4 separate regions of the Mus musculus genome follow, and all the other regions are linked to region 1. Evidence: chromatin contacts called from public Hi-C and promoter capture Hi-C data. All regions are on one chromosome and are shown on one strand. The core of a region is the stretch at or near the end of the contact, and the rest is flanking DNA. Distances in the headings are between cores, read along the strand shown. Region 1 holds the start of 1700018L02Rik (RIKEN cDNA 1700018L02 gene). Region 2 has its middle 160 kb from the start of Rfx3. Region 3 holds the start of Ranbp6 (RAN binding protein 6). Region 4 overlaps Ric1 (RAB6A GEF complex partner 1).

Region 1 (7,482 bases), core at 3,088-5,587:
ACCGCTTTCTCGGCATTCCTCCCCTCAGCACCTTTTCTTCGGATCTTTCCATTCTCTCTCCAGAACATTCTTCCTCCGGTTATCTGGATGGCTTGTTCTCAGCCTCAAAATGTTGACCTGTGTGACAATACCTCCTATTCTCATTTCATAACAGCAACAGCTTTATCCTAACCCCACCTCTCCTCTCCTATATTTTTTTCTGTGGCACCTCTGAACATCCGCCATTCTATGCATTTTTATGTTTGTGTCTATCTTCTTTCCCCAGCGGAATGTCAGCTCAAGCAATGCATCTCCTTTGTTTAGGTTTGTGTGCTTGTCTGTTGTGCTGCTGGGAGTCAAATCCAGGCCCTCGTCCTCACCAGATAAAGATTCTATCACCGAGCTACATCCGCAGTTCCCGTTTTAGGTTTGAAACAGCACGCTTTGGCCATCAATCACCAAGGACCTGAGACTGACGAACAGCAACATCAGGGGGCTTGGAGGTAAATCCTCTCTGGGTTGAGGTTGGAGAAGATAGTAGTTCCATCCAATACCTTTGCGGTAGCATTTTCTAAGACGGTGAGCCACAGGCACCTAGCTGAGCTGTGCTTGTGTCTGCATTCCTGATGGATGCTAACTATGGGATAATAGCTATTATTGTTTTAAGTTGCTAAGTTTTGGGATAATTGGCTAAGTTGTAATTGGTAACTAATAAAGAATCTCTAAGCTAGATTATTTTACTACTGGTTTCTTATGAAGTGTCTACACACACACACACACACACACACACTCTAGGTCATGGGACTTGCTTGGCCAATGAGGTGTCACAAAAGTCAGGAAAGAAGAGATGTAAGAAGGATTTACAAAACACACTCCCCTCCAGGAACCCAGGCGCCATAGATCTGCAGATCAGGAGACTGAAGAGCAGTTGGACAAACACCCACTTTTCCAGTCTGTTCTAACCATCCAGCCCAGTGAGTAAGTCATGGGGAACCAGTGTGAGAAGCTAAATCACGCTGTGTGTACTAAGCCAACAAAGGCTTGGGCCACTTCTACTGCAATAGGTACCAGACACGCCCTCCTCTTCCGGGTTCTTTTGTCTTTTCCCAACGCCAGTGCTAGTCAGGGCTTCCCAGACACTGACTCCAGGTAGCCTTCCTTCTCACTCCCTAGCTCATGCTGAGACAATGCGCACACACACAGATTTCTGGAACAGTATATTCATTTCCCAGGCCTTGCCATAACAAACAGCCTGGAATGTCGAGCTTAAAGGGAAGGGATGGTTTCTCTTATAGTTTGGGAAACTTTGAGCCAAATGCAAGGAATGAGCAGGGTCGGGAGTTCTCATCAGGTCTCTAAGAGAGAACAGTGCCTTGTCTTTCTCTAGGCATCTGGTGTTGTCACTGCTCTTTGGCATTCCTTGGCTTGCAGCCTTTTAGCTCCAGTCTCTGGCCTGTTACCACACACTATTGGTGTCTTCATATCACATCTGGTAAAGACGATGACTGATCACCCCAACATGATCTCCCTAACTATTCCTGGAACAGCTCTAAATAAGGTCACACACTGAGACCTAGTGCCAGCCACACCCCCACATTTTTAGGGAGACAGTTTAACCTATGCCACATACCTATAATCCCTGATCCACTCTGTCCATTCTAAGGACTTAAAATATTCTGGAGTTTAATGTGACAAAACAGTACTCCTTAGTGTCTCCTCAACAGGCATTTACTGACTGCCTACTACACACAGGGCACTCCTCTGAGCTTTCTTCAATACAAATGGACCTGTATAAACATTTGGCCATGGGTAGTTCAGGCACCCTTGCGAGATTAAAATTCAAATTAACTTTGTGTTCCACTATTATCAATAGTGTAACTTAAACAGGAAAACAAAACCTCACACAAATAAATACCTGTGTGTGTCGAAATGACTGCCCTGGGCCCAGTTGCCAAGAGACGTCCCAGTTTGGCAGCCTCTTACTCCTCTACAATCAACAGCTTTGAGCTCCCGTGGGCCTGTTAAAGTGACCACACACCCTGCTGCCTCCCACCCTAAGTCTCTAAGCACCTCAGTCTTACATACTCATGTTTGCTTCTGTCTTCTCTCCCCAGTAGAACGAACGCTAACTCCAAGAGAACAAGCAATGGATCTCTCTGTTCGGGTTTGTGTGTTTGCTTGTTGTAGTGTTGGGAGCGGGATTCTTAGCTGCTCCAAAATTGTTTGAACACCCCACCCCCATAATCGAAATTTTCAAGGCTGAAACCACAAATGTTCCCAACTGCGGAGATTGGAAATGCTTTTCTCCACCACCAGGTTTTCTGATTCTAGTGTTGCGTAACCTGCTCTTGCCCAGACCTTTCCATTCTTGCCTTCCTCCCTCCCTTCCTTCCTTTACCTCGGGGTACCCTCATGCTCTCCTCCTAATTCCACACACAGGCACGGACTGTGTAATTTACTTATTTACTAACTCCTTCTTGTGCAGCAATAACAACGGGAGAGCCACTCATTTGCTTTTTTAAGTACAGGGATGTCTGCCTCACCTTGCCACGGAGACCACGTCTTCTCTCTGAGCAAGCAAACCTACCTTGCTACCCTCTCCATCACCCCCGAAATAATTACTTGGAAACAGCAAGTAGTTCTGAACCAGTCATTTGGCAGCCTTTGAGGGGGCACACATGGTGTTTCCTTTAGAGACACTTTTCTGTTTTCCCGGTGCCCGGCACAAGGAAACCGTATCAGGCGGACAGTGGGCAACGTTTACGGAGCACTTTGTAGTTGGTCTTGTACAGGCAATCCACACACCGTTCTACTCCACACCAATCTCCTGCGTCCATTTTACAGATAAAATAAGACTCAATCGCTTCTCTTCTGCATCCGTTCGTACCTCACTCTCCCTCTCTGTACTTCAGTTTTCAGAGCCCACGCCAGGGCATCACTGCTCCCTCCCACACCTTCTGGTTAGTTGTTGTTTGGTTTTTCAAGACAGGGTTTCTCTGTGTAGCCCATGCTGTCCTGGAACTCGCTCTGTAGATCAGGCTGGCCAGGAATCCTGAGATCTGCCTGCCTCTACCTGGGTGCGGGGTTTAAAGACGTCTATCACTGCTGCCTGCTGGTTTGTTATTGTTTTTATTCACAGTACTGTTTCAAAAAGCCTTACTTCCACCCCTGGACAAACAAGCAAGAAAACAAACGGACAGCAGTAGAAACTCGGGTTTGTTCAGCATAGCATTCTCGGAGGCCTCTAAGTACAGTGGCACACAGTAGGCACTGGGTAGCTCTTCCTGAAATGAATGCATTTCTGAAGGAGCTAGTATGTTTGACCTCTGCGGAAGTTAACGGTGACAGCTACTTTTGGTTCTGAAAGTGGATTCAGGGAGATGAGACACATACTTCACTTGATGAAAGCTTCTGTGAGGAGGGTTCCAGGTCACCCCTGGAGGAGAAGGAAATGGGGTGAAAAGGCAGAGGGAAGAAGGTCAAGGGAGGATTGGTGTGAAAAGGTGGGGAACACCTGGTGAACCAGAGGGGCCGAGGGGACACAACACGGGGGCATGCTGCTTCCTGTTGGGTCTGAGCAGGACAGAACTTGGCTCTTAGAAAAGACTAAGGGTGAAAAAGGTGAACACAGAGGGGGGAAAAAAATGAAATCCAGGCACTCAGAGGTGCCAGCGGGAGACTAGAAGTAGAACGGGGTGCTCAGAGGTTGTCCACTGGGGAGAATGCAGACGGGCGCAGCCTGCAGGCTGGGACCAGGCAGCACAGGGCACGAGGGTCTGGGGATGCCAAGAGGCGCCGGGTGGAGCTCAAGGGAGTGGGGTGCAGGGGCGCGGAGGGGCGGTGCAGCAGCCGGCGGGGCGGCCCCGGTGGCCGTCGCTCACTTCCGGGAGAGCCGGGCGTCCTGGCCACCGCCCGCTTGCAGCTGCCAGCCCTCCAGGGCCGCGGAGCCTGTGAGCGCGCAGGCCAGGCCACAGACCAGCGTCTGCGCAGCTCGGACCACCGCCAGCCACCATGGGGGCGTCGGGGCGGCTGCTGCGCGCCGTGATCATGGGGGCCCCGGGCTCCGGCAAGGGCACCGTGTCGTCACGCATCACCAAACACTTCGAGCTGAAGCACCTCTCCAGCGGGGACCTGCTCCGCCAGAACATGCTGCAGGGCACAGGTGGGAGCTGAGACCGAGGGCTGGCGGCGTGCGATCGTCCCGGCGGGGCTTTGCGGGCCGGGGTCGAGGGTCCTGCGACGCGGGTGCAGCGCTCCCCGACCTCGCCTGGGGAAAGAGCCGTTGCGCCCCGAATCCTCTGGCCTCCGTGGGCAGCTTCGGGTAGATGGGGGAGGGGGAAGGAAAGGACTAGGAAGTTCAAAGACTGAAGGAAAGCCCTTGGCTTTGTTTTTAGAAGCTCATTCGACACAGCTGGCAGCTGCGGTGGGGGTCCAGCCGGGGGGAGCTGTGCCTGTCTCTCCACGTGTCCTTGTATGCAGAAGGCAGGCTTTGGCTCTGCCAGGGCTAGCTTCTTTTTTTTTTTTTTCCCTACACCCCCCCCTCCCGCCCATGGTAAGCTCCGTGGGATCTTGTAATTCTGACCTTTCTCTCTGCAAGGTCAAGTATTACTTATTTTCATTGCAGTCACAAAGTTGGCTTAGATTTTGATGCCCCCAGACATTTCTTAGTCACTAAAGTTGTCCTTGTAACAGTTACATAAACGATTGCTGTGTTTCTCCTTCCAAAGTCTTCTAACTCAGCACAAAAAATCTAGCCAACACTTTACAAAGGGTGGGTTTGTGGTAAGTTCTATTTTAAGAAAAGCATTTTTAAATTTATTTTTTGGGACAGTGTCATTCGATGTATTCAAGGATAACTTTAACTTAAGTTTGACATCCTCCTGTCTCAGCCTCCCTAGTGAGTGCTGGGATTCCAGGCGCCAGCCAACTAACAGCTGTAAACTATTTTTTAAAAGCTTGCACTAGATGTGTTTCTCCACAATAGTGTTGACCTTCAATTTCAAACTAGTGCCTATTTTGAAAATTCATTTGAAGCTTATTTACACAGAAATAATACCTGTTCAAGGTTTTAAAAAAAAGAAAGTAAAGGCCAGGGAGAGGAGGGAAGACAGAAATGTATAAAGTAAAAAGCAAAGTTTTCTCTTAGTCCCTACCTCAGCCCAGAACCTCGGAGAGAAACAGTCTATCTCCTTCTGGAAATGTCTTTGTGTAAAGCTCCTTCTTACAACCTCAGTGTATCAAGTTACCATCTACTTACTCCACATCAGTGTTTTCGCACACTGCATTCAGCCTGCCATCCCATATGGAGACGTTGTCCGGTTCCGCACTGCACTGCTTACCCTGTGTCTGCTGAATCTACCGCGATTTATTTACCTCTCCACTCCCTCCTGGCGGGTGTATAGCTAGTTTCTAGGAAAGGGTGTTTTTTGTTTGTTTAAAAGACACTGATATTCAAGTGTGTGCGTGGGGGTGGGGGTGTGTGAAAACCCACAGTTTTCAGTTTCTTTGGCTCGATCCTCTGCACCCCTCAAGCATGTTTTCGTTTTCTTCTAATGTCGACCTTAAGAAATAATAAAGGCTGCAGTTAATTAAAGTTTATCGAAAGGTTATTTGACTCTTGCTAAATGTTCTTAGTGCAACAGATTGCAATGCGAGTTACTGCAAACAGTCCCAAGTCCTGAAGACTTTGCTGCTATCCAAAGTACAGTAGAAGTCTTTAGGGGTGACCTGCATACCGACTCAGAGCTGGCCTGACTGTGGGTGGCAAAGAATGCTCATGGGTAGGAAAACACAGAACATTTGAAAAGAGTAAATGAAAGGGTATTTAAATACATTTCTGAAAAATGAAGAAACAATGTTTCTTGCTACACGTTAACCCCTGTTAAGCCTCAGGGTGCCCAGGACTGCATCTCTGAAACATGGACAGAGACTACAGAGACCAAGGAGCTGAACACACAAAGTTGTTCAGCCACCCACTCGGCAGTTTTAATGCTCAGTTCATTTTTATGACACAGAAAGACAAATACTTTCTTAATACAAACTTTGAAGATTCATTATTGGAAGTAGGTTTTTTGTTTTGTTTTGTTTTAACAGGGTCTCAGACAGTTGCTCTGGCTAGTCTTGAATTTGGAGTAATCCTCCTGACTCAGTTTCATCAGGGTTGGAATTGCGGATGCTCTGGCTCTGCTAGGAGAACTAAATAAAGTTCGTGAGAGAAGTCTTTGCAGTTCAGAGTTCAAGGTCCACACAGGCAGCTAGGTCTTTGTTCAGCTGGGAAAAGTTACAGATCTCAGAGGGAAGCCCCAGCCAGGTCCCTTGGGATGCTCACTCAGCTAGTTGATACTTGAAATCCTGCAGGTCCTGGGATGTCGGGGTCACTTGTTCTTCAAAGAAATAACAACAATCCCTTAGTAAGGGCAGAACACAAAGCTTGGGAGGCATCGTGAGATTGTTCCCACAGATGTTAATGGTTTATCAGGTAGAGTAGTCTTTACTAAGTGATGTCTGGCCGGTCCTGTGTAGGACTTTTGCAAATTTATATTGAGAATATAGCCTATATTCTCTCTATATATTGAGAATATATCCTCAATAAATATTTGTGAATGGATTAGATATTTCCCACAGAATCAAGCAAATGAGATGTAATCGTAAGCAAACCAAAACAAACCCGAAAACAAATTCTGAAAAAGTGCTTCATGTTTTCTGATACTAAATCGTAAGGAAGGAAGAAAGGAACAAAGTAACGAACGAATGAAGGAGAGAAGGGAGGAGGGATAGAGGGAAGAATACAGGAGAACTGACATCCTGCATAGACTGGCCTCACCTGGAGATCGTGGATTAACCCTTTGGTGTTCTCTTTCCCCTTTCTGTTAGTGCTTTGTATCCTCATGAGTTGTGAGCATGCTTATATATCATCTCAGATTTAATTTCACCAAGACTGAACAAGACATTTATATTTTGCCCGATATCGACTAATCCATTTTTTTCCAGTGCCAGAAACGGAATCTCAAGCTCTGTGCATGCGAATCAAGCACCGTACCTTGGATCCCTATTAGCTGGGGATTTATGTTCTTAACTGTTCTTTGCTATAATAAACAGTTCTGTGAATCCAAAGAGCTGGCAGCAACTTCGCTTATTTTCCTTTGAGTAAATTCCAGGGGTGGAATTTCTGGAAACTACCCATCATTTCGTAAGTGTTCTTTATAACCCTGACCATACCGTTTAGCATGTGTTCGGTGGCCATGGTGATAGCATCCATTCCTTCCAGCAGTAATCACGTCACTGTTTCCTACTTGGGTTTAAAATGCAAGATGTGAAACGGTGTTTGTTAAGATAAAAAGTCTATGTGAGAAACCAGTCATCTCAGAGGAGATGACAATGACTGGAAACACCAGTTGCCCTGGTGACAGCAGCTGACCCCGAGACTTTAGACCAATCAGGACGGAGCAGTCAGCCGGCTACAATCTGAGACTTAATCCTCTCATTCCTTTCATGAGAAAACTG
Region 2 (7,482 bases), core at 2,218-4,717, 880 kb after region 1:
GAAGAGGACATCAGATTCCATTACGATGGTTTTGAGCCACCATGTGGTTGCTGGGAATTGAACTCAGGACCTCTGGAAGGGCAGTCAGTACTTTTAACCTCTGAGCCATGTCTCTAGCCCCATCTTTGGCTTTCTTTACTCAATATTTCTGCGTGTCCTGATTCTGGCTGTCCTGTAGGTTGACTGGTTTGTGTTAGTCCTTGCACTATTCTGAAATTAACTTCCAGGCGAAACACTTTCTCTTGGAACGTAAGTTCAAAAATCAGTATAGTATAGTAACAGTATAGTAGTTTTACTCTACCACAGTGGGCAATGAAGAGACAGTGGTTTTACAACAAAATCCTATGTTTTAAGTATGTAAGTGTGTGGGAACAGCTCCACTATATAATAATGGAGAATAATAATGGAGTGAAATGCTTGCACACTTAAGATGAGGCGATAAAGTAGCATTTGGCTAGTATCACTCCATTTATTTTTTTATGTTTTAAAAATAAAATTGATGTGAATGCATAATGAAATGTGTTATATGATTTAATAGTGCCTAGTACTCAAAATATGCACGTGTTTATTTATATATATGCATACATTGTATATTCATGAATATATTCTACATATATAGTATAAAAATAGACAAATCATTCTTAATACTTACAGTCTTATGGTTCCAATCAGATGGATAATAACACATGGTAATATTCACCTAGAAAATTCAATGCATATTACAACCATGTAAAACTTCCTGGTGTTTTTATATTAAAAACAAGTAAGGATCTTCATGTGGCTCACCATAAACAACTATTTTAATTACATAATTGGCTACTCAAACTAAAAAGTCTGTGACTTGAAAATTCAATTAAGAGAGAACAATCCTTCAGTACCCAGTTCAGGACTGTCAGCCCATTGTAGGATACATGGAATTCCACCTTGATCCCACCAACCAAGTGCTCCCCAAATCATGGATATCCAGATACCATAAGACCAACACTGTAGACTTCCATAACTCCCTGTACTCGGGGCCGTGCTCCTACCAAATTTCTTACATGTATGGTTAGTTTTTAAAATGGCTCTTTTACATGATATTGTCTAACAGGCCCCCATGATGATCTCTCTCTCTCTCTCTCTCTCTCTCTCTCTCTCTCTCTCTCTCTCTCTCTCTCTCTGTCTGTCTCTGTCTCTCTCTTGTCCTTTCTTTCTTTCTTTCTTTCTTTCTTTCTTTCTTTCTTTCTTTTTCCTTCCTTCCTACCTTCCTTCCTTCCTTCCTTCCTTCCTTCCTTCCTTCCTTCCTTCCTTCCTTCCTTCCTTCCTTCCTACCTTCCTTCCATGCTTCACCCACCAAACACATAGGCTTATAGATCTTACATGCACATGCATGCTGTAACTGATGGTGCCAATGCATATGTTATCCTATGACTTTAACCTGTGACTCAGGCTGCCACTCTCCACAAGAATGGAGTTTGGAGGACACAGGGATGAATGCGTAGGGTACAGGAGGTATGTAAGACTCTCTGTATGCAAGAACACAATGGCAAATACATGTGCTTGTCTAGACAGACCTGTAATACCCAGCAGCAAGAGAGGATCCTAGGACACAGGGAAAGTCTCCAGGACTGTGAGGTGACTGTTCTCATCAGTTGTGACAACTGTGCTACTTTGGTTAAGGACATGGATGGTAGGAAGGTTTGGGGTTGTAGGAGGATCAAAGATGCAATATAGAAACTCTCCATCCCCTACTGTCTAGCTCTGCTCTGAACCTAAACCTCCTCTGGACAATAATGCCTCTTTGTTTTTTATTGTTAGCTTGTTTCTCTGGAGGGGCCAAGTGCAGGACCGCTGATTGGCCCTCTAGAGATAGGGCCTCTCAGAGCCTGAGACAAGGTCCCTCATCCTAGGGTCTCTTCCTCCTTCCTTTCCATCTGGTCTCCTCATTTTCACTCACCTCGAGGGATGGCTGTGGCTATTTTCATTTGAAAGGCATAGTTAAGGAGGACACGGACTCCTTAACTTACATCCTCGATTGATGTATGACGCTTTGAGCTGGCTAACTGGACTATGCCAGTCGATACCGAATAAATGTTTGGACTAGTGCCTCACACTCAAATGGCAATCAAGTTAGCTCCATAAATGTCAGTTATTACTATAGAAACATTTGTGAGAAACACAGGCTTCTGAGGGTGAGGATGGAGCTGGTCATGACTGGCTTTTCTGCGAGGTCAGCAACTTAGTTTTGATCACCTGTTATTTGCCGCCCTGTTCTAGAACCTGTTTTGAATAGAATGTAATCTGGGCACTAAATGATCTTATTAGGTATGTTGGAGAAAGGATCAAGGTCAAAGTAAAATTAAACACACACACACACACACACAAGTTAAAGATAGAGAAAGATCAGTATCTTCAGAGGCAGAAACTTTGGAGTCATGGATTAAAGGCATGAGCCACCACGCCCAGCTTACCAATTTCTAAATAGCAAGGGCTTAATGAATGAGTGGGCCAAAAGTGGAGTCAAAAGTCTTTGACAGAACCATCCATCCACCCATCCATTTATTTATTTATCTTCAGTTTTTTAGAGAGTCTTTAAATGTTATATGTATGAGTACTTTGCCTGCATGTATACACATGAACCATGTGCAAACCTGGTGCCCATGGGTCCTAGAGAAGGGCAGGGGAAATCCCTGAAACTGGAGTTACAGGTGGTTGTGAACCATGGCCTAAGTGCTGGGCACTGAAGTTGGTCTTCTGCAAGTGCGACAAGTATTCTTAATGGCCGAGCCATCTCTTCAGCTCAGCGCCTTTTATTTTTTTACTTTTTTTTCTCTCTTGCTCCAAGATGTTTAGAGAAAATTAGAAAAGAAAAGAGGGTGTCTTTCTTCCTTTTCTTTTCAATTATGCTATTAATATAGCACCAGCCTTGCTAGATGTGCCCGGTGTATTTTCTCAAGCTTGTAACAACCGAGAGCGAGGTTGATATTATCTTTCTCTACCCATGAGAAAACACTTTCAGAGATTTTCAATAATTTGCCCAAGGTCACACAGTTAATAAGTAGCTGAGCTGAGATGTGAAGGAAAGGGTTTTTCACACTATGCCAGTCTGCCTCAGAAGCCAATCATCCTATGTTTGGGACAATAGAACAGATAGGGAGTCCAAAAACAACGAACGCCAGCCCCCTACATTTGCCCCAGAAATCTAGGGTCCAGGTGTGTAAAGGGAATGGATCAGCACAAATTCCCAGGCAGACTTGAGGTGGAGTTGACGGAGCCAGTGTGAGCTTCAGTGTTCCAGCCCAGGGCTCTTTCCAAAATACCACATCGAGAGTTGTTCTTAAACTGCTGGGACACTTGTTACATAATGTTCAAATTTATGTAGGAATGTGACTAATCCACATTTTTTTGGTGTTTGATCAGATGTAGAATATAAATGAGGCAAGCAGTTAATTGAAAGACTCAAGCAGCGAGAGAGCTGGAGAAGGCTGGAGCACAGACCCACAATGAAACGCAGGCCGTGTGAATATTTTCTCGTCTGTTATGGATCTGAGCTACAGTTTCCTCCATCTGATGAGATCAGTTCCATATTCCAGCTAAACAGTTGCAGAGCTGTGTGGCATTCATGTCTGATTGAGTAGAGGATTCGGTAATTACGAATCTTCCCGGCTAATAGCTTCGTGTGCTAGTCAAGCAAAAATTAAGTGTTTGATGTATCCCTACCTGTCTCCAACCAACTGTGGGCACTGATCGGCAAAGCACTGATCAAAGCAATTTGTCCATCACTTCAGAGTTCCTCTCTTTTAAAAAGTCATTATTTAAAATTCAAGGTGGTTTGTTGTTGTTGTTGTTGGTTTGGTTTGGTTTTTTTTTGCTTGTTTGTTTGGTTTGTTTTTTTGCTATAGCAAAGATAGCAACGAAGAGAATTTACTTTCTTAAGAAACACCTTCCATTTGAAGAAGCACAAAGACTTGTAGAAGGGAAATACATATTTTACTCCCAGTTTTGTGTCCTTTTAATTATAATTACTCCAGAGCTCTGGTGTAAAAATCTAGAACATTTAACTAAAATAGATGCAACAGATCTCTGGCTGAATGCAGCTGAATGCCTCTTTAATATATTATTACCCTCAGCTTCTTTGAAATGTTAGATCATAGTCATCAAAATGGGAAAATGTTGCGGTTCTTGGTTGTTGACACTGACCTGAAGCTTCCCAAGGCTAATCATCTACAATGATCGGTTTATGAAATCAAGTCTTCGTGGTCCAAGATGGTGTCCTCATGGAGTAGAAGGATTCACTGTAGTGTCGACCAACATGTTTGCTGGTGACTATGCCCTGTCTGTTTCTATGCAACACCTCCTTGCTCTGCAGTTTTCCCTCCTTAGACCTTCCTGGATTCAGCAGTCTTCATCTTTGGCCTGATCAGAGAAACTGCTGTGTTTTCAAGAGTTTCAGCCAGCCACACTGGTCCCACTCTGTTTCAGTAACTGACTGAAGAGCTGGTCGGGTAACAGCATTTTGAAAGTTGAAACATGGGTGAAGCTTTTGGCAAGGCTACCGGGAAAGAACAGACAGGCCATTTTCTGTCTCTGGCGGATATGGCCACGTGGCAAGGCAGCTTTAGCAAAGGTAACCTGTTCAAATGGACAGAAGTAAGGAGGCCATTAGAGGAGAAACTGGATGAGGTCATTCCTGTTGTACCCCGACACATCCTGCCTTTCTGCTTCCCGAGAAAATCAGTTTCTTCACAGACTAAGTCAGCCACGGTTTACAAAGTTTTCTGCTCTTCAGAATCACCTGAAAGAGACCTGAGAGCCAGGTTTCTGTCGATTCGTATGTGTGCACATGCCTACCACAGCTTCTGTGTGGCTGTCCAAGGACAACCTACAACAGGCAATTCAAGCTTTCTGTCATGTAGGTCCTGGGGATTGAACTCAGGTCATCGCTTGGCAGCAAGTGTTTTTACCAACTGAGCAACCTCATTGGCCCAGGGTCCCAACTGATTCTGATTTTGCTGATCTGAAGGTTGAATCTGGATTATCACTGATCTAAGTCCATTGACTCAAGGGATTCAATGACTTGCAGTGTGAAAACATCTTAGTTTATATGTATAGGTGCTGAGAAACCCATGAAGATGCAGCCATTCTGCACTCCAGGAAGCCTCAAACCTGATTTATGTTAAGCTGACCAGAAAAAGCTATTCTTTTGCTCTCTGCCTTTCTCTTCCATTAATGATGATAATCCATTAAAAACACATTGATAAAAACCTTGAAGCATGGCATGTTATTAGGGTAAATAGCAAAGGTCTTGGAGTCAGATAGTCTTGGATTACATGAAAGCCCTATATCACTAAGTACTTGTAAATTACTTATACTCTCCAGGTTTTATGATTTATAACTAGAAATTAAAATTTTATAGGTTTGTATTATGTGAAATAAAACATTAAATTCTTCTAGCATAGTACTTAGTGTATGGTAAATGTTCAAGGTCGATGTGAATTTACATATATATATAATTATTTTTTACATATTTTTATATATACAAGATAAGTACTAATATACTATACATATATATAATTTGTATTAGTTTCTTAACTACCCAAGTATAACATTAAAATAGAAAGTCCTCATTATTCAAGGACTCATTACTCAATACTTTGGTTAATTACTTATTAACCAAATAATAAGTATCCCAATAAACTTGTTATTTTAGAGTTTTGGCCAGTAATTGCATTTAATTACATTAAGCTTTTTGCTACTTTGTGTGTGTGTGTGTGTGTGTATGCATGCCATGCTGCTTTGTTGATGGTCAAAGGACAACTCACAGGAGGCAATTCTGTCCTTCCACAGTTTATATCTCAGGGATAGAACAGAGTTCTTCAGGCTTGGCAGCAAGCACTTTACATGCTAAGTCATCTTGTCAGCCCTGCTTAGTCACATTTAATATGTCCTTCAAAACTGGGTAAAAAGACCAGTAGTGAGTTTTGAAGTTCACTCTTACTCATTGGTTTTGGACAAGAATGATGGAAGATGCAGAGCAGCAGGGTGAAAGAGGAAGAAGTTGTCTTATTTTCCACTCTAATTTTGTATAACTTTCAGTAAACTTAGACAAAACAGGGTAGTAGTATGCAGTTGCTTCATAACCGATTTAGATCTGAATTTAATGTACGTTTATGAATGCTTCCCATCTACGTGTTATATTGATTCCATAGAATTTAGCTAAGAACTTCTTGGAGTTATCTAATACAACATCTGATCATTACGGGAATCCTGTATATGTCACAATCCATCACATGGTCATATGGCCTCTGTTCGAACTTCTGTGAGAGAGTACTAAGGAGAGGAATTCACGGGAGGTACTTTCCTGATTTTAATCTTCCTACTGAGAACTTCCAACAGAACCTTTCCAAGCTGAACTTGTTTCTTGCTGGTCCTTGTGGTTATTTAAGAGCGCTAACATGTTGCCTCCACGGTGCTTGGCTTTAGCCAAGCTCTTCTGGTAATCCCTCTTTCCATTTCTCTTCTTCTCATGTAAGCCCTAGACTACATGACTGCTCTTTGACATGTAATAATGGCTCCTTACCAACTTCTGCTAGAACTCGAAGCCAGATCCTTACTCATGTTGGGCAAGCAATCTAACCCTGAGCTGTGCTTCTAGTCCACTGATACAGTCAAGATTCTCAATCATCTTGGTTCATTGTTGTTGCATGTTAACAGAACACAGAGGGCGGGTCTACTATGCACTCTTAGCAGTTAGCAGCTGCAGTCTTTGCCTCCTGGGCTCTTTCTCTCCTCTCACAAGGCAGAAACTCACCCAGTTTCTACATCTTTGCTTTATAAGCCTCTTTAAAAACATCCAGTCACTCTCAAAATAACCTAAACTCCACTGTACTCCTGCTGGAAGGACTACATGAAACATACGATTCTATGAACAGGCCTGAATTTTGGCATATACTACTAAGTGCTTATTCCCTCAGCCCAAAACGAGATAAGACCTATGGATTTAAAAAATTTATCCCATTCTCCCAGGTGTCTGTCACCTGTTGGATGCAATACAATACTTATGATTGACTATTCTCTGTGTAGAACTGATGAATCTGGAAATGGCAAAATTGACCATCATCCAATGAATGGGCAACAAAGAAGCAACTAAATAATATTGGACTCAGTAGCTACTTGTCCCTCCAAAACACACACACACACACACACACACACACACACCAGCTGGTAAAGCCACCTGCAACTTGCACTGTCTCCAGCTGCTTATATAGAAAGAGCTCTGGACAGCTCCAGGCGTTCTTATCTCTTTTACAGATATCTGCCTCCTTTTGGTTCTGGGATTTAATCCTCTCTTGATCACTATCTTACCCTTCAGCCATTCTGATCCCCATTGACAGTGTAAATGTCACTTTGAAATAACTGTCCGTGCTATTTAGCTGGAGGAGGCTTACGCAGGAGGTGCTGTCACATGAGTTGGCGTTGGGCTATGTGATTTCCATTAAACAG
Region 3 (7,482 bases), core at 2,484-4,983, 770 kb before region 1:
TCATTCATTTTAAAATAGAGAGCTAAGATTGTAAATCATCTTGTGTTTTTCTAAAGCAATAAGTCATAAATGATTGTTCTAAGATGGGTTCAGTTTTGCTCCTACTATTGAAATTATAACTGTCATTTGAACATGTGGGGACCAGTGAAAGAACAAACTATGGACTCCAAGATTCACCTATCTTGAGAAAAGCCTTTTCCTCCCAAAGAGCAGTGTGTTGATTGACACAAACACTGCTGTTTATTCTTTTAGAAGTAAATAAGCTGGCAAAGAACGGCATGTGGTCGAAACAGGTCACTGGGTCAACTCATGGGAAGATGTCTTAGTCACTTCCTTGTTTGGTGTGTGTGCTACTGAGCCTTTGACCTCTTTCCTACCATCAAAGTCAGCTGATTTGGACTTTCTGGTAAACTGAACTGGTAATTGACCTATTCAATGTCTATTCTGTGTGCATCCCTTTTCATATTCTTTCCAAAGGAATCTTTCTAAAATTTGGTTCATACCACTTGATTGAAATCGAGTTACCTTTAGGGGAAGGATCCACATTTCTCAGTGTGGACTATGACACTTTCATCGTCTGCTCTACTTACTTCCCTGCCTTCCTCCTTATTGTCCCAGGCTCCTCAGGCGCCTCCCCCCTAATGCTCTGACCCTGGAGGATTGGCAAAGAGCTCTCACAGTTTGCCTCAAGGCCTCTGCATTTTAGCAAGTTGTTTTGTCTACTTTGGACAGCCCCCCCCGCCCCCGTCCCCAAGATAGCTAATTAGGACTCATTCTTAAAAGCCAGTCAGGCATCACTTCCATCTGAGATTCATGTCATCAACTCTGAATATTGACTAAAAGAAATTATCAAGTTCCCCCTTATCCTTTACTGCACAAATTATAATTCAGATCGAGGGAATGTTGTTTTTTTCAAACTCCCAGCTGACTTCCTCTACACCCCAGTGGATTAGCTGCCTCCGTAATGCCTGGGCAGAATTATTTTCACACTAATTCCCTGAGTGTGTGGCATTTACCATTTCCTATAAGTATCTTCATGTAGTTGATCTTTGTGTGTGTGGTGTATAGTTTGTGTTCATGTGGTGGTGGTGGGGGGTGCATTTGTGCAAGTGGAGTTAAGAGGTCAGTTTCTAGTGCCTTCCTAAATTATCTCTCCTTATTGAGAAAGGGCCTCTGACAGAAGTTTGAGCTCATCAATTTGGCTAGGCTGGCCATTTTGCTCTAGAGATCTGCCTGTTTCTTCCTGCTCCCACACAGTGCTGTGTGGGGTTATATATGTGCAACGGGGTGCTCAGCTTTTCCATGGGTACTGGGATCCAAACTCAGGTAGTCATCCTCTTCACATAGCAGGAACTTTATCAACTGAGCCATTTCCAAGCTCCTCTCATATGTATATATATATATATGTATATATATATATATACACATATATATATGTATATATACATATATATATATATACATATGCATATGTATGTGTATATGTATATGTATATAGATAGATAGATATAGATATAGATATATTTTTTGTGTCCAGCACTATGATTGATAAAGCTCCAGTGAATATTTTCTGGTGGAATAAATGTACAACTGAACAATCTCTTTAAAAATTATTCTATTTACATTCCAGTCATTGTCCCCCACTTGGTCCCCCCCTCACAGTTCCTCATCTCATTCTTCCTCCCCCTTACCTCTGAGAGGGTGCTTCTCCCTGGCCCCTGCAAACCTCCCCCTTTTCTGGGGCCCCAAGTCTCTCGAGGATTTAGTGCATATTCTGCCACTGAGTCCAGACCAGGCAAACCTCTGCTACATACATGCCAGGGGCCTTGGACCAGCCCATGTATGCTCCTGGCTGGTGGCTCGATGACTGAACAATCTTAACAGCATTTCAACTATTGTTGCAAGCTGTACTAATTTATATATACTCCCATATAATATAGCCAAGCTTCCCGGTGTTCCACATTTGCACAGGCCTTGGCACTGTCAGTCATTTACGTTCCAAACACTACAGAGGATTGTCACTGGATCTTGCTGTGGTTTTAATAAGCCCTTAGTATGCTAACGGATGCAGCTGTAGGGAAAGCATTTCTCCAGCATTCGTTAACATTTCCTAAAACTGCAGATGCAGAGGCTTTGCAGCCAAACTTTTTCTAGGAGCAGTAAGAAGAGCAGTGAGTCTGGTACAAGATGAAGCACTGTAGGTAAGATTTTAGAATCAAAACAAGAATTGATTTGATCCATAATTATAAAGTTTAGGTATTTATATAAAATCTCTCTGTGCTTATTAATTATGCATGTTTGGGTTACAGTTCTCAGAAATCTAGTACAGTAATTTGGAAGCTGGTCCTAACATCTGTATTTTAAAATAAACACCCTAAATGGCCTTGAAATGGTTCACCAAATGAGAAACACTGTTCAGAGACTAGTTTCATATTACAAATTAATTTATGAGACCACCTATTTGGTCAGTCAACTTGTTAATGTGAAACTAGACTTTCTCCATTTTGTGTGTATATGCAGCAGAATTTCACAAGACTGAAATTCAGATTTCTTGGCAAAGTTTAAGACAGAACACAATAAATGAAGGTCTCTGATGACGTTGCAAAAGCAACAGCGGCTATAGGGGATGTTCTGTGGTGACAAAAGGTGCCACTGCCTTAAGACTAGGTAGAATTTAGACTCATCTGCTGTGAGCCTCAGCCTCTCTGGCTCTTCATTTCTTGGTTTAAAGTAGTGCTTTGTCTGCCTTTATCAGCCTTACAGAATTACCTAGGGCTGAAATGAGTGTGACAATGGCTGGCAGAGAGGAAGATCTGATCTCAGACTGTTACACCTTATAATTATGGTTTTAAATAACTCATCTGCCTACATTAAAAATACATAGCCTTGGGGAATTTGTTCTTAGGGTAATCTTTGCAGCTTCCTATTCATGGGTAATTAGGATTCTAATAACTGAACTGTCATATTACAGTTTAGAAACACATAAGGAAAATCTTGAGTAACAAAAATACAAAAGTAATGTATATAGAAGACCAGGATTCAAGAAGCTTCATTATCATTACTCCAGATCACCTCCCACCTTACTCATTTGTCTTTCCCACTCTGTTAGAATCCACAGGACAAGAGATTGGGATGTACGCCCGAGTTTGAACATCTCGGGTTCTACTTCTTTGGGTGTGGCAACGGGGAGGAAATCATTAACCTTTGATTGAGTTTATTTTGCAAGTAGTTTTATTATGGTTTTACTCACTATACCCAGTTAACAATTTAAATTGTATAATTCGGTAGTTCTTAGTAGAACGGCATGACATTGGGGGAACCATCATCACTATCAACTGCAGAACATTTTTACCAACCCTCAAAAAGAAATCCCCGGACAGCAGTTATACTCCATTCTTCCCTCCTCCCTCACTCCATAGCAGGTGCTAATTAAAGTTCGTCTAGAGGTGCTTATTCGAGGTCTTTTACAAACAATAACGGCATCATACAGTATGTAGACTTGCGGAGCGAATTTCTCCCCATCTCCTTCCAGCCTCTACAGGAGCACATCGGTCGGAGAACAGGACGATACCCCTAAAACGCACTCAGCTCCGTCCACCCTGTAAAACCCAGACCCCCGCCTGCCAGCTTCACCCCGCCGCAGCGGAGAGTGGGAGCAGCGCCCCGCCCATCCCCGGCGTCGCCTCACTGACGTCACCGCTCCCAGCCGCAGACTCCCTCCCTCCTTCCCGGTCGCGGTAGCTTTGACAGGACGCGATGGCGGCGGCCGGGTCTGCAGGGTTGCCGGCGACCGTGTCGGAAAAGCAGGAGTTTTACCAGCTTCTGAAGAACCTGATCAATCCAAGCTGCATGGTGCGGAGGCAAGCCGAGGAGGTCTATGAGAATATCCCAGGTCTGTGTAAGACTACATTTCTCTTAGACGCCGTCCGAAATAGAAGAGCAGGTTATGAGGTGAGACAAATGGCTGCCGCACTGCTACGACGGCTTTTGTCCTCAGGGTTTGAGGAGGTCTATCCAAATCTACCTCCTGAAGTGCAGAGGGATGTCAAGATTGAACTGATACTGGCCGTTAAGTTAGAAACACATGCTAGCATGAGGAAAAAGCTTTGTGATATTTTTGCGGTGCTGGCCAGGAATTTGATAGATGAGAGTGGCACTAACCATTGGCCAGAAGGTCTGAAATTCCTCATTGATTCGATTCACTCTAAAAATGTGGTTCTGTGGGAAGTTGCACTTCACGTTTTCTGGCACTTTCCTGGGATTTTTGGGAACCAGGATCGTCACGATTTGGATATCATCAAGAGGTTGTTGGACCAGTGTATTCAAGATCAGGAGCATCCAGCAATCAGGACATTATCTGCTAGAGCTGCAGCTACGTTCGTCCTTGCTAATGAAAACAATATTGCTCTTTTCAAAGACTTTGCGGATTTGCTTCCTGGGATCTTACAGGCTGTGAATGATTCCTGCTACCAGGATGATGATTCTGTGCTAGAATCCCTTGTTGAGATTGCAGATACTGTACCTAAGTACTTGGGTCCCTATCTAGAAGATACTCTGCAGTTGAGCCTGAAGTTGTGTGGAGACTCTAGGCTTAGTAACCTGCAACGCCAGCTGGCTCTGGAAGTAATAGTCACCTTATCTGAAACTGCAACTCCAATGTTGAAAAAGCATACGAATATTATTGCACAGGCTGTGCCTCATATATTAGCAATGATGGTTGATCTTCAAGATGATGATGACTGGGTAAATGCTGATGAAATGGAAGAAGATGACTTTGACAGCAATGCGGTTGCTGCTGAGAGTGCCCTAGACAGACTGGCTTGTGGACTTGGTGGGAAAGTTGTTTTGCCAATGACCAAGGAGCATATCATGCAGATGCTTCAGAGCCCTGACTGGAAATGTCGACACGCCGGATTAATGGCCTTATCAGCCATTGGAGAAGGTTGCCATCAGCAAATGGAACCAATTCTAGATGAAACAGTTAACTCGGTTTTACTTTTTCTTCAGGATCCTCATCCAAGGGTAAGGGCTGCTGCCTGTACTACACTTGGACAGATGGCTACAGATTTTGCACCTAGTTTCCAAAAGAAATTCCATGAGATAGTGATTACAGCTTTGTTGCGAACCATGGAAAACCAAGGTAATCAACGTGTGCAATCTCACGCAGCTTCTGCTCTTGTTATTTTTATTGAAGACTGCCCCAAGTCATTGCTAATTCTATATTTGGAAAATATGGTAAAAAGTCTCCATTCCATCTTGGTAATTAAACTTCAAGAGCTGATTCGGAATGGAACTAAGTTGGCCTTAGAACAACTTGTGACAACCATTGCTTCCGTTGCAGATGCAATAGAAGAAAGCTTTATTCCATATTATGATATATTTATGCCCTCACTCAAACACGTTGTTGAGCTCGCTGTTCAAAAGGAACTCAAGCTTCTTCGAGGAAAAACTATTGAATGCATTAGCCATGTTGGACTTGCCGTTGGGAAGGAAAAATTTATGCAAGATGCATCAAATGTGATGCAGTTACTGTTGAAAACACAATCAGACTTAAATAACATGGAAGATGATGACCCTCAGACTTCTTACATGGTTTCAGCCTGGGCTAGAATGTGTAAAATCCTTGGCAAAGACTTTGAGCAATATCTCCCACTGGTTATTGAGCCACTTATCAAGACTGCTTCAGCTAAGCCTGATGTCGCTCTCTTAGACACACAGGATGTGGAGAACATGAGTGACGACGATGGCTGGCAGTTTGTAAACCTCGGAGACCAGCAAAGCTTTGGCATCAAAACTTCAGGACTTGAAGCAAAAGCAACTGCTTGCCAGATGTTGGTTTACTATGCGAAGGAGTTAAGAGAAGGATTTGTGGAATACACGGAACAAGTTGTGAAGATGATGGTTCCTCTGCTGAAATTTTATTTTCATGACAATGTTCGAGTGGCAGCTGCGGAAGCCATGCCCTTTCTCTTGGAATGTGCAAGAATTCGTGGCTCAGAGTATCTTTCACAGATGTGGCAGTTTATATGTGATCCCTTAATCAAGGCAATTGGAACTGAACCTGATACAGATGTACTCTCAGAAATAATGAATTCTTTTGCCAAGTCCATTGAGGTCATGGGAGATGGTTGCCTCAACGATGAACACTTGGAAGAACTGGGAGGAATTTTGAAGGCAAAACTTGAAGGGCACTTTAAAAACCAAGAGTTACGGCAAGTAAAAAGGCAAGAAGAAAATTATGACCAACAGGTTGAAATGTCTCTTCAAGATGAGGATGAATGTGATGTTTATATTCTGACCAAAGTATCAGATATTTTGCACTCATTATTTAGTACTTACAAGGAAAAAATTTTGCCATGGTTTGAGCAGCTACTCCCACTAATTGTAAATCTAATTTGTTCAAGTAGGCCATGGCCAGACAGACAATGGGGACTATGCATATTTGATGACATCATAGAGCATTGCAGTCCAACCTCATTCAAGTATGTTGAGTATTTCCGGTGGCCGATGCTTCTCAATATGCGAGACAACAACCCTGAAGTCAGACAAGCTGCTGCTTATGGACTGGGAGTCATGGCACAGTTTGGTGGAGATGACTACCGTTCCTTGTGTTCAGAAGCCGTTCCACTCTTGGTAAAAGTTATTAAGTGTGCAAATTCCAAAACCAAAAAGAATGTGATTGCTACAGAGAACTGTATCTCAGCAATCGGAAAGATTCTGAAGTTTAAGCCCAACTGTGTAAATGTGGATGAAGTTCTCCCACACTGGTTATCGTGGCTTCCGCTGCATGAAGATAAAGAAGAAGCTATTCAGACTTTGAATTTTCTCTGTGACCTAATTGAAAGCAACCACCCAGTTGTGATTGGTCCAAATAATTCCAATCTTCCCAAAATCATCAGTATAATCGCAGAAGGAAAAATTAATGAAACTATTAGCCATGAAGACCCCTGTGCCAAACGCCTAGCTAATGTTGTCCGTCAGATACAGACTTCTGAAGAATTGTGGTTGGAATGCACATCTCAACTCGATGATGAGCAGCAGGAAGCTTTACATGAGTTACTCAGTTTTGCTTGAAGCAGTTTAATACCATCTATCATAAAAGTAGCTACAACGTGTCGTGAGTGGATTCATTACAAATGAGAGATATACCATTTCTCTCTGCTAAGCAGTTCATACTTCTATGTTTCTCCAGGATTAGTGTTAAGGTCTCCTGTTTACTTTGCACGTGTCACTTCTTAAACTGTGGTTGTAACCTGTGCTTCCAGTTGTCCTAGAGTTATTTGTCACCTTCCCCCTATTTAGTGTGAAATGTATAAATTGTTATTTGTCTGACCTATTGATGCTGGGCAGACGGTATATTTTGTGCCAAGATGTCTGTGACTGTCACAAGATGCAAAAAAGCTCACAAAGAAAGGGAGACTTCCAGGTTAAACATTTCTGGAATTGAGGGTGAAGAATACAGTGGCAGACTTGTTCTTCCTT
Region 4 (7,482 bases), core at 2,934-5,433, 520 kb before region 1:
CAGTAAGGCAGGAGGCCTTAAAACTCTGCAAGTCCGCCTGGTGTACACACTCTGGTCTAGGCTGGTCAGGAGTCAGACAATGAGACTCTGTCTTCTAAAACAAAACAACAAAAATGACAGAAGGAAAATGCTTTAGCAGAGCCAATCATCATATCCTTACAGAACACTACCTGTCTACAACTTTAGTATAATTTAATCTAGGCTAGAAAGTACAAATATTGAGGCAACAAATTAAAGACAAATGGGGTGTCAGTGTGGTGTGACTGAAGAAGATATGGAAGAGGAAGAAGAGGTGTAACGATTCAGAAGATGATAAATTGAAACCACAGAGAGGCCATGGAACCATCCTCTACCAGTCTTAAAAGTTTTCAACTTCAGCAGCCACACATAGTGACTATATGCCTGGAAATTAATAGAGTTCATAATCTCTATAATAAAAAACTGTAACAACTGACCAGACATACAGACAGAAAAATATGAATCAGAAGAAAAAGAAAAGTCCATCAATATAAATAGACTATTATACAATCCCAATGTTGGATTAGCAGATAAAATAACTGTGATATAAATGAAAAAAAATCTAGATGAAGACTGAGAAGACAGCTCAGTTGGTGATTCCTGCCTCTCCCAGGTTTGGAAGAACAACCCGAGTAAGGTCAGGGTCGTGCAGTTGCCAGTCTGTCCCCCCCCCCCCCCCTGCAATGCTCTTTCCCAGGGAAAGGTCAGATTCTGTTCCTGGTGCCCACATAAAAGGCTAGGTGTAGTAGCATGTATCTGAGATCTAGCACTGGAGTGCTGGGGACATGCATAGGCACAGCTCCCACGTCAGCTGGCCAGCCAGCCAGGCTAAACAAATCACTGGGCTCCAGGTTTAGTGAGTGACCCCATCTCAAAATAATGTGATGGAGCCAAGTAGTAGCGATGCATGCCTTCGATCCCAGCACTTGGGAGGCAGAGGCAGGTAAATTTCTCTGAATTTGAGGCCAGGCTGATCTACAGAGTAAGTTCTAGAACAGCCAAGGTTACACAAAGAAACCCTCTAGAGAAACCATTAAAAAAGGGGGGTGGGGTGGGGCGATAGAGAGATGGTTCAATGGTTAAGAGCATGGACTGCTCTTCTACAAGTCCTGAGTTCAATTTCCAGGAACCACATGGTGGCTCACAACCAACTGTAATGAATCCGATGCCCTTTTCTGGTGTGTCTGAAGACAGCTACAGTGTACACATATACAAAATAAGTAAATAAATCTTTTTTTAAAAAAAGGAATATGATGGAGAGCAACAGATGTCACTCCCGCCCCCCCCCCCAGGAGAATCTACATAAGATACTCTATTTACCTCAATTAAAAGTAAACAACTTGTTGAACAATGGCTGGTGTCCATCGTTAATGAATAGTTCTTCAAAATGTTGAAAAATGGGCTTTGTCCCAAGCTACCCAATTGCCACTCTCAATTAATTTTAGGATAAATGTCAAGCCCAACAAATTAGGTCTTTTCATGCTGTACTGGTTTTTAAAATGTTCTGAATATCATCCTTAGTTTTAAGTACATATAAAAGTTACACTGGCACAGTGGGAAATTTCCTAAACAGAACTCCAATGGCTTAGGCTCTAAGATCAAGAATTGATAAGTGGAACCTCATGAAACTGGAAAGCTTCTTTTGAAAAGCATAGGACATGGCCAATAGGACAAACTGGCAACCTACATATTGGGAAAGAAAATCTTCACTAACCTCACATCCGATAGAGGGTTAATATCCAAAATATATAAAGAACTCAAGAAGCTAACCTCCAAGAAACCAAACAAACCAATCAAAAAAATGGGGTGTAGAACAAAACAGAATTTATAACAACATAATCTTGAATGTTGAGAAGCATTTAAAGAAATGTTCAAAGTCTTTAGTCATCAGGGAAATGCAAATCAAAATGACCCTGAGATTCCACCTTGCACCAATCAGAATAGCTAAGATAAAAAACTCAGGTAACAATACATGTTGGTGAGGATTTGGAGAAAGAGGAACACTCCTCCATTGCTGGTGGGATTGCAAACTGGTACATTCACTCTGGAAATCAATCTGGAGGTTCCTCAGATAATTGGAAATATATCTACCTGAAGACCCAGCTATACTACTCTTGGGCATATACCCAAAATGATGCCCCACCATGCCTCACATTTCTCAAACATGGGTATTTTTCAATTTAGGTTTCTGACTGAGTTCTAAAGGATTTTATTAATATGGTAAATAAGGAATATCATGGATGCATCACATTCTGTCACATCTAATTTGAAATAGAATAGTATTTCTGATTAACCAATTATTAAAACTCATAATTACAAATATTTATCTTTTAAACATGCTCTATATTCAAGTAATAATGAAAGATGGATACTTAACAATAATCTTTACTTTTTATTTGATCAAAAAGAAAAGGTGACAGTACTTTTGCTCCTATATGCAAGAAGATAACCATTATTCCTAATTTTAATTGATTACATTGGTTGTGATAGTAGAAAATAGCTGATTGTATAGTCTTTTAGTGTCTTCTCTCTTATTTACAAGTGTTAATAGGGATAGGGAATTTCCAAGAAGTATGTATTTGACCAGCTAATGGTGTTTAAAATGTAATTCTTTCTTTGGATGTTTGAGAGAAAACTGAGATTGCCAACCATCTAAACTTGCAGAACCCTACTCTTATACAGGTGGAAGCCATTGTCTTAGTTAGAGTTTCTATTGCTTCTATGAAACACTATGACCAAAAAGCAAGTTGAGGAGGAAAGGGTTTATTTGGCTCACACTTCAAAATCACTGTTCATCATCAGAGAAGTCAGGATAGGAATTCAAACAGGGCAGGAACCTGGAGGCAGGAGTTCGTGCAGAGGCCATGGAGGGGTGCTGCTTACTGGCTTGCTCCTTATGGCTTGTTCAGCCTGCTTTCTTATAGAACCCAGGACAACCAACCCAAGGGTGGCACTACTCACACAGGCTGGGCCCTACCCCATCAATCACTAATTAAGAAAAACACTTTATAGACTGTCTACAAGCCTTTTTTATGGAAGCATTTTCCCTTCTCAGATGACTTTAGCTTGTGTCAGGTTCACATAAACTATCCAGCAATGTCATAAAATTTGGAAGCAATTCCTCCCTTCCCTTTGGTGGTGCCAGAATTAGAACTCTGGGCCATGAGCATGGTGAAAACATGCTCTACTATTGAGTCCCCTCCCGGTCCAGACATTCTTTTTGTAAAGACTTTCTATCCTGTTTCCATGTGCTACATGGCTTTACCACCAGGTGGAGCCATAAAACCAAGTTGTATTGTCCTGCCTTGTTTGGTGCCCACATACATTCAAAATTCCTTCTGCATCAAGTCTTCTAACTTTAATAGTGTGTGTGTGTGTGTGTGTGTTTGTGTGCGTGTGCGTGTGCGTGTGTGTGGTGTATGCACATCTATGTTCACACATATGGCGGCCAAGGAGTATACTGCTCTATCACACTGTACCTCACTCCCCTGAGAAAGGGTCTTCCACAGAACTGGAGCTAGGCTGGCAGCCAGCAGTCCCTAGCAATCCTTCTGCCCACGTCAGCACTAGAGTTACAGGCTTGGCTGTGATTCCACACATATTTTTATGTGGGGTAGAGTATTTGTACTTGGGTATCATGCGTATGAGGCAAACACTCTTACACACTGAGCTACTTCAAGTTGCATTCTTTAAAAAGGGCTTTTATCATGAGCAAATAAAATCTGAAGTGATCAGTAACCTTTGATCAACACAGTGAACATACTAAACTAAAATGTTTCAGTTTAATCTCATTTAAGCAAGTAACAAAGACTTTCTTCTCCACTCGGAGACTAAAGGATAAGAGCACAGACTACACAAGGGAATGACAACAGCTCACGGCTCAAATGTCAACTCTGCTGTTTGTTCTAGTGAGTGGTGGTTTAACAACAACAACAAAATGGTGAAAGATGCCCTTCGTTTGAACTATAAATCAGAGAGGTCTTTTAAAATGTTGGAATTACATTTTTATATAGTCCAATAGCTCCATACTACAGTAATATGCTCAGTCTTTTTGTTTTTAAAATTGTTACACTTTTATTTATTTATCTGGGGTGTGGGTGCTTGGACATGCCACGGTGCATGTTTGAAGGGCAGAGGCCAACCTTGGGAATCAATTCTTCATTCCTACCACGTGGGCACTGGGGAAGTAACTCATTAGGTTTGGAAGCAAGCACTTTTACCTACATCTTCCTGGTCCATGGCTTAATACGTCTGAAAGGTACCTAATAAAAAAACTTTTCCCTAAACCTGTCCCACTAACTTATGTACTCTTCTAGACAACAAACTTCTAATACCATTTAAGACCAAGCATTCTTACCACTGTATACACCTTGCTCTTTAACCAACAGTGTATCTGGAAAGTCTCTTAAAGATTGAGCCTCATTTGTTTTCACAGCTGTGTACTGTTCACAAAAATCATGTATGCAGAGGGAAGGACGGTAATAAATAAAAGGCCAGCCATGAAGCACTTAAGATAGTAAAGTGAAACTGAAAAAAAAAAAAAACATTGAGAATAGAGTTCTGTGCTTTAGTAGTTCTTACTGCCTTGTCACACGACATCTACTCACACTGCAATCAGAAAGCTTAACACTCCTTCAAGTGTACTCGTACTTCCAAGAAACACATGGAGGCTGCAGAGAGCGACAGCTCCCTCTTTTCTTCTCATACATGATTTTATTTGAATCTTTTAGTATGTTATCATTCCATACAATCAAACAGTTAATTTATACATTTTGAAATGCAAACAATTTTCTTGTTTGTCATATGATTTAATCAACTACATGGTCTTTTGTGGTCAGAAAATCTCAAACTTAACCAGCATACCATACCTCATAATGGGTGCTTGCAAATCCAGTATTTTCTTCATTTCTAAATTCAATGCTGGGGCACAATGTTCTTCCTTAAAATGAGGTATCCCCTTCATTTGTGGACTTCCTCTAAGAGAAATAGCACAAGGTTAAGACAAAGATATTTATTTTTTCCCCCAATCTGTACCTAATAGGCATTCAATTAAATAAATATAACCAATTTACAGACTATGTGCTCATTTTATAGATTTAAAAATGAAAGTCAAACTTGAATTCTATCACAGTAGATACATTTATATACCAACTAGATATATGGAAGCTTGAGTAATTTAACTTGTGTTGGGGGGCTGAGAGTAAAAAGCAGATGGAGGAAAGGAGGAAGGGAGAAAAGGGGAGGGAAGGGGAGAATTAAGTTGAACTCTCAAGAGAACCAATTTTGTTTAAAATGACTAAGAGTGCTTTCCTACCTAGGAAATTACAGAAGCAATGTTTCATTCCATACGCAGTACTATATGGTCGAAACTGTTCATTTATTTCACCTTACCTCACACCTTATCTTTGATTCCTAGTCTGTGGCTTTTCTTCAGGATTAACGTCAGATTCAGGGATGTATTTGGTTATTTCACAAATGACTTGGCACTAAATAACAAATGGTGTGTGTATTTAAATCCATGGTGATTAGTGGCCGCACAAGAATAGGTAGGCCAATGTCAGGAAACTGAGCACACACCTCCTAAGAGGACTACAGAAGTGTCTTGGATTCCTCATCTGCACATGCTATCAGCAGACTACAACTCTTCGCCTGTGTAGGGACTTGACAGTTATGGGTCTACTCAGGGTTTTATTGCTATGAGAAAGACTGTGACCTAAAGCAGCCTGGGGAAGAAAGGGTTCACTTTGCTTCTACTTCCACATCACAGCCATCATTGAAGAAAGTCAGGCAAGGAACCCAGGGCAGGAACCTGAAAGCAGGAACTAATGCAGGGGCCATGAAGGAAGGTGCATATTGGCTTTCTCATGTCTTGCTCAGCCTACTTTCTTCTGTACCAGCTACAATAGGCTGGGCTCTTTCACATCGATCATTAACCAAGAAAATGCTCTACACAGATTTGCCTAAAGGCCACTCTTCCCAGGCATTCTTTCAACTGAGAGTCCTCCTTCCGAGACGACTCTAGCTTGTGTGAAGTTGACATAAACCTAACCAACACACTATCTTTTGTGGCAGCTATCAATTTTGACAACAACTGTCCTGCTTATATCACATCACTTCTCTTTCTAATCACCTCCCACCCTGCAATTCAATTTGTTAACACTACAATAGCTTTTGAAGTTTCTAATGTTTGTGAGAAATCACTTTACTTTGCTGCTCAGAAACCTGCTTTGCTTTCTTTTTGTTTGTGGATTTCTTTTTTTTTCTCCCCCCACCCCCCTAGATAAGCTAGATGGTAGTGTATTGTCATCTTGCTGCTGTGGTAACCAGGAATATTTGCGTCTTTCTATGTCTGGCAGGCTAAGCAGGTTGATACTCAACCATTAAGGTTAATGTAACAACGATCTTTAAAAAGAAAATGAGAGACTAATTTACCAGAGTCACATTGAAAGTGGTAATCATGCACTCTGTGGTCACTGTCCGAGGACATTCGCCAAGTCTAAGTGTTTTTAAAGCTAATTTTACTTTAAAAAGTAGTACTTAAGCTTCAAATAGTGCTGGAAGACTCAGGAAAAAGGAAAAAAGAATGTAATCTTTGGAGATTCTGATAACAAGCTAACCTTAGAGAAAGCCCCAAGTTAAATAAAATGGAGACTCCTGAGAGGCCGGTCACTTTAAAACTATGCACTTCAGAGACAGTCATGGTGGGAACCTGAGCGAATGCTATAGTTTTCTCTTGTATGTAAGAAAAATCATGTCACACATGCTCAAAGCATTTTTTTAACGTTTTTAAAAAATATTTATTTATGTACTATAGCTGTCCTCAGACACACCAGAAAAGGGCATTTGATCCCATCACAGATGGTTGTGAGCCAGCATCTGGTTGCTGGGAATTGAACTCAGGACCTCTGGAAGAACAGTCAGTGCTCTTAACCACAGAGCCATCTCTCCAGCCCTCAAAGTAATTTTTTTTACCTTTGTATCTCAAAAGCTTTGCCCCTCCCCTGAGTGTGTGTGTGTGTGTGTGTGTGTGTGTGTGTGTGTGAGAGAGAGAGAGAGAAAGTGAGTGAGTGAGTGAGTGAGTTGAGGTGATCTCACTATGCAACCCATGACAGTTTAAAACCTGTGCTATTATGTCTCCACCTCTCAAAATGCATATATTACAATTTTATGTTACTGTGTCTGAGTACACTTTTGTTTTTGATAATTTCATGTGTATATAAATTAAAATTTGGTCATTTTTAAACATTACCCTTTTCTATGTTCTTTCTTCTGGTGATATAATATTCTGAGAATATCTCTTAACATTCTAAAAGACTAGAATTTCTCCTCACAGCCCAAGTTAATAGTATATCTTGACATCACCTAAGAGTTAAGACTGCTAGCCTACTGTTTACTCAGAGTCTGTTTATTTTACCTGCCTTTAAGAGAACAACTGAACAACCATCCTTACTTGTCTTGGATTGC

The links. Promoter capture Hi-C pulls out the DNA fragments that hold promoters and counts their contacts. A called contact is a pair of places that touch in the nucleus more often than the background predicts.
Region 2: a promoter capture Hi-C map of hippocampal neurons shows a contact between it and region 1, with 2.9 times the contacts expected there. A contact is called at or near these places in 6 of 39 promoter capture datasets (the 3T3-L1 cell line, embryonic stem cells, frontonasal cranial neural crest and 2 more) and 1 of 130 datasets of targeted methods (embryonic stem cells).
Region 3: a promoter capture Hi-C map of pre-B cells shows a contact between it and region 1, with 2.5 times the contacts expected there. A contact is called at or near these places in 7 of 39 promoter capture datasets (3T3-L1-derived adipocytes, the C10 cell line, the HPC-7 cell line and 3 more), 2 of 484 Hi-C or Micro-C datasets (the C10 cell line and pre-B cells) and 3 of 130 datasets of targeted methods (large pre-B cells, memory CD8 T cells and pancreatic cancer cells).
Region 4: a contact with region 1 is called in a Hi-C map of liver, with 1.9 times the contacts expected there. A contact is called at or near these places in 11 of 39 promoter capture datasets (the 3T3-L1 cell line, 3T3-L1-derived adipocytes, the C10 cell line and 7 more), 1 of 484 Hi-C or Micro-C datasets (liver), 4 of 130 datasets of targeted methods (bone marrow-derived macrophages, large pre-B cells, pro-B cells and 1 more) and 4 of 9 other capture datasets (adipose tissue, liver, macrophages and 1 more).

The regions. Positions count from the first base shown.
Region 1 is chr19:29,044,338-29,051,819 of GRCm38.p6, reverse strand. 1700018L02Rik (RIKEN cDNA 1700018L02 gene) reads right to left here and starts at 4,337. Exons shown (of 1, transcript NR_028360.1): 1 at 3,091-4,337. Ak3 (adenylate kinase 3) reads left to right here and starts at 3,859. Exons shown (of 5, transcript NM_021299.2): 1 at 3,859-4,141. The coding sequence starts at 3,991.
Region 2 is chr19:28,167,881-28,175,362 of GRCm38.p6, reverse strand. No RefSeq gene overlaps it. Among named protein-coding and RNA genes, the nearest start is that of Rfx3, 160 kb to the right of the region's middle.
Region 3 is chr19:29,809,225-29,816,706 of GRCm38.p6, reverse strand. It overlaps Ranbp6 (RAN binding protein 6), which reads left to right and starts at 3,733. Exons shown (of 1, transcript NM_177721.4): 1 at 3,733-7,482. The coding sequence starts at 3,757. The coding sequence ends at 7,074.
Region 4 is chr19:29,559,497-29,566,978 of GRCm38.p6, reverse strand. It overlaps Ric1 (RAB6A GEF complex partner 1), which reads right to left. Exons shown (of 26, transcript NM_001081319.1): 4 at 4,887-4,994. Among named protein-coding and RNA genes, the nearest start is that of Ric1, 41 kb to the right of the region's middle.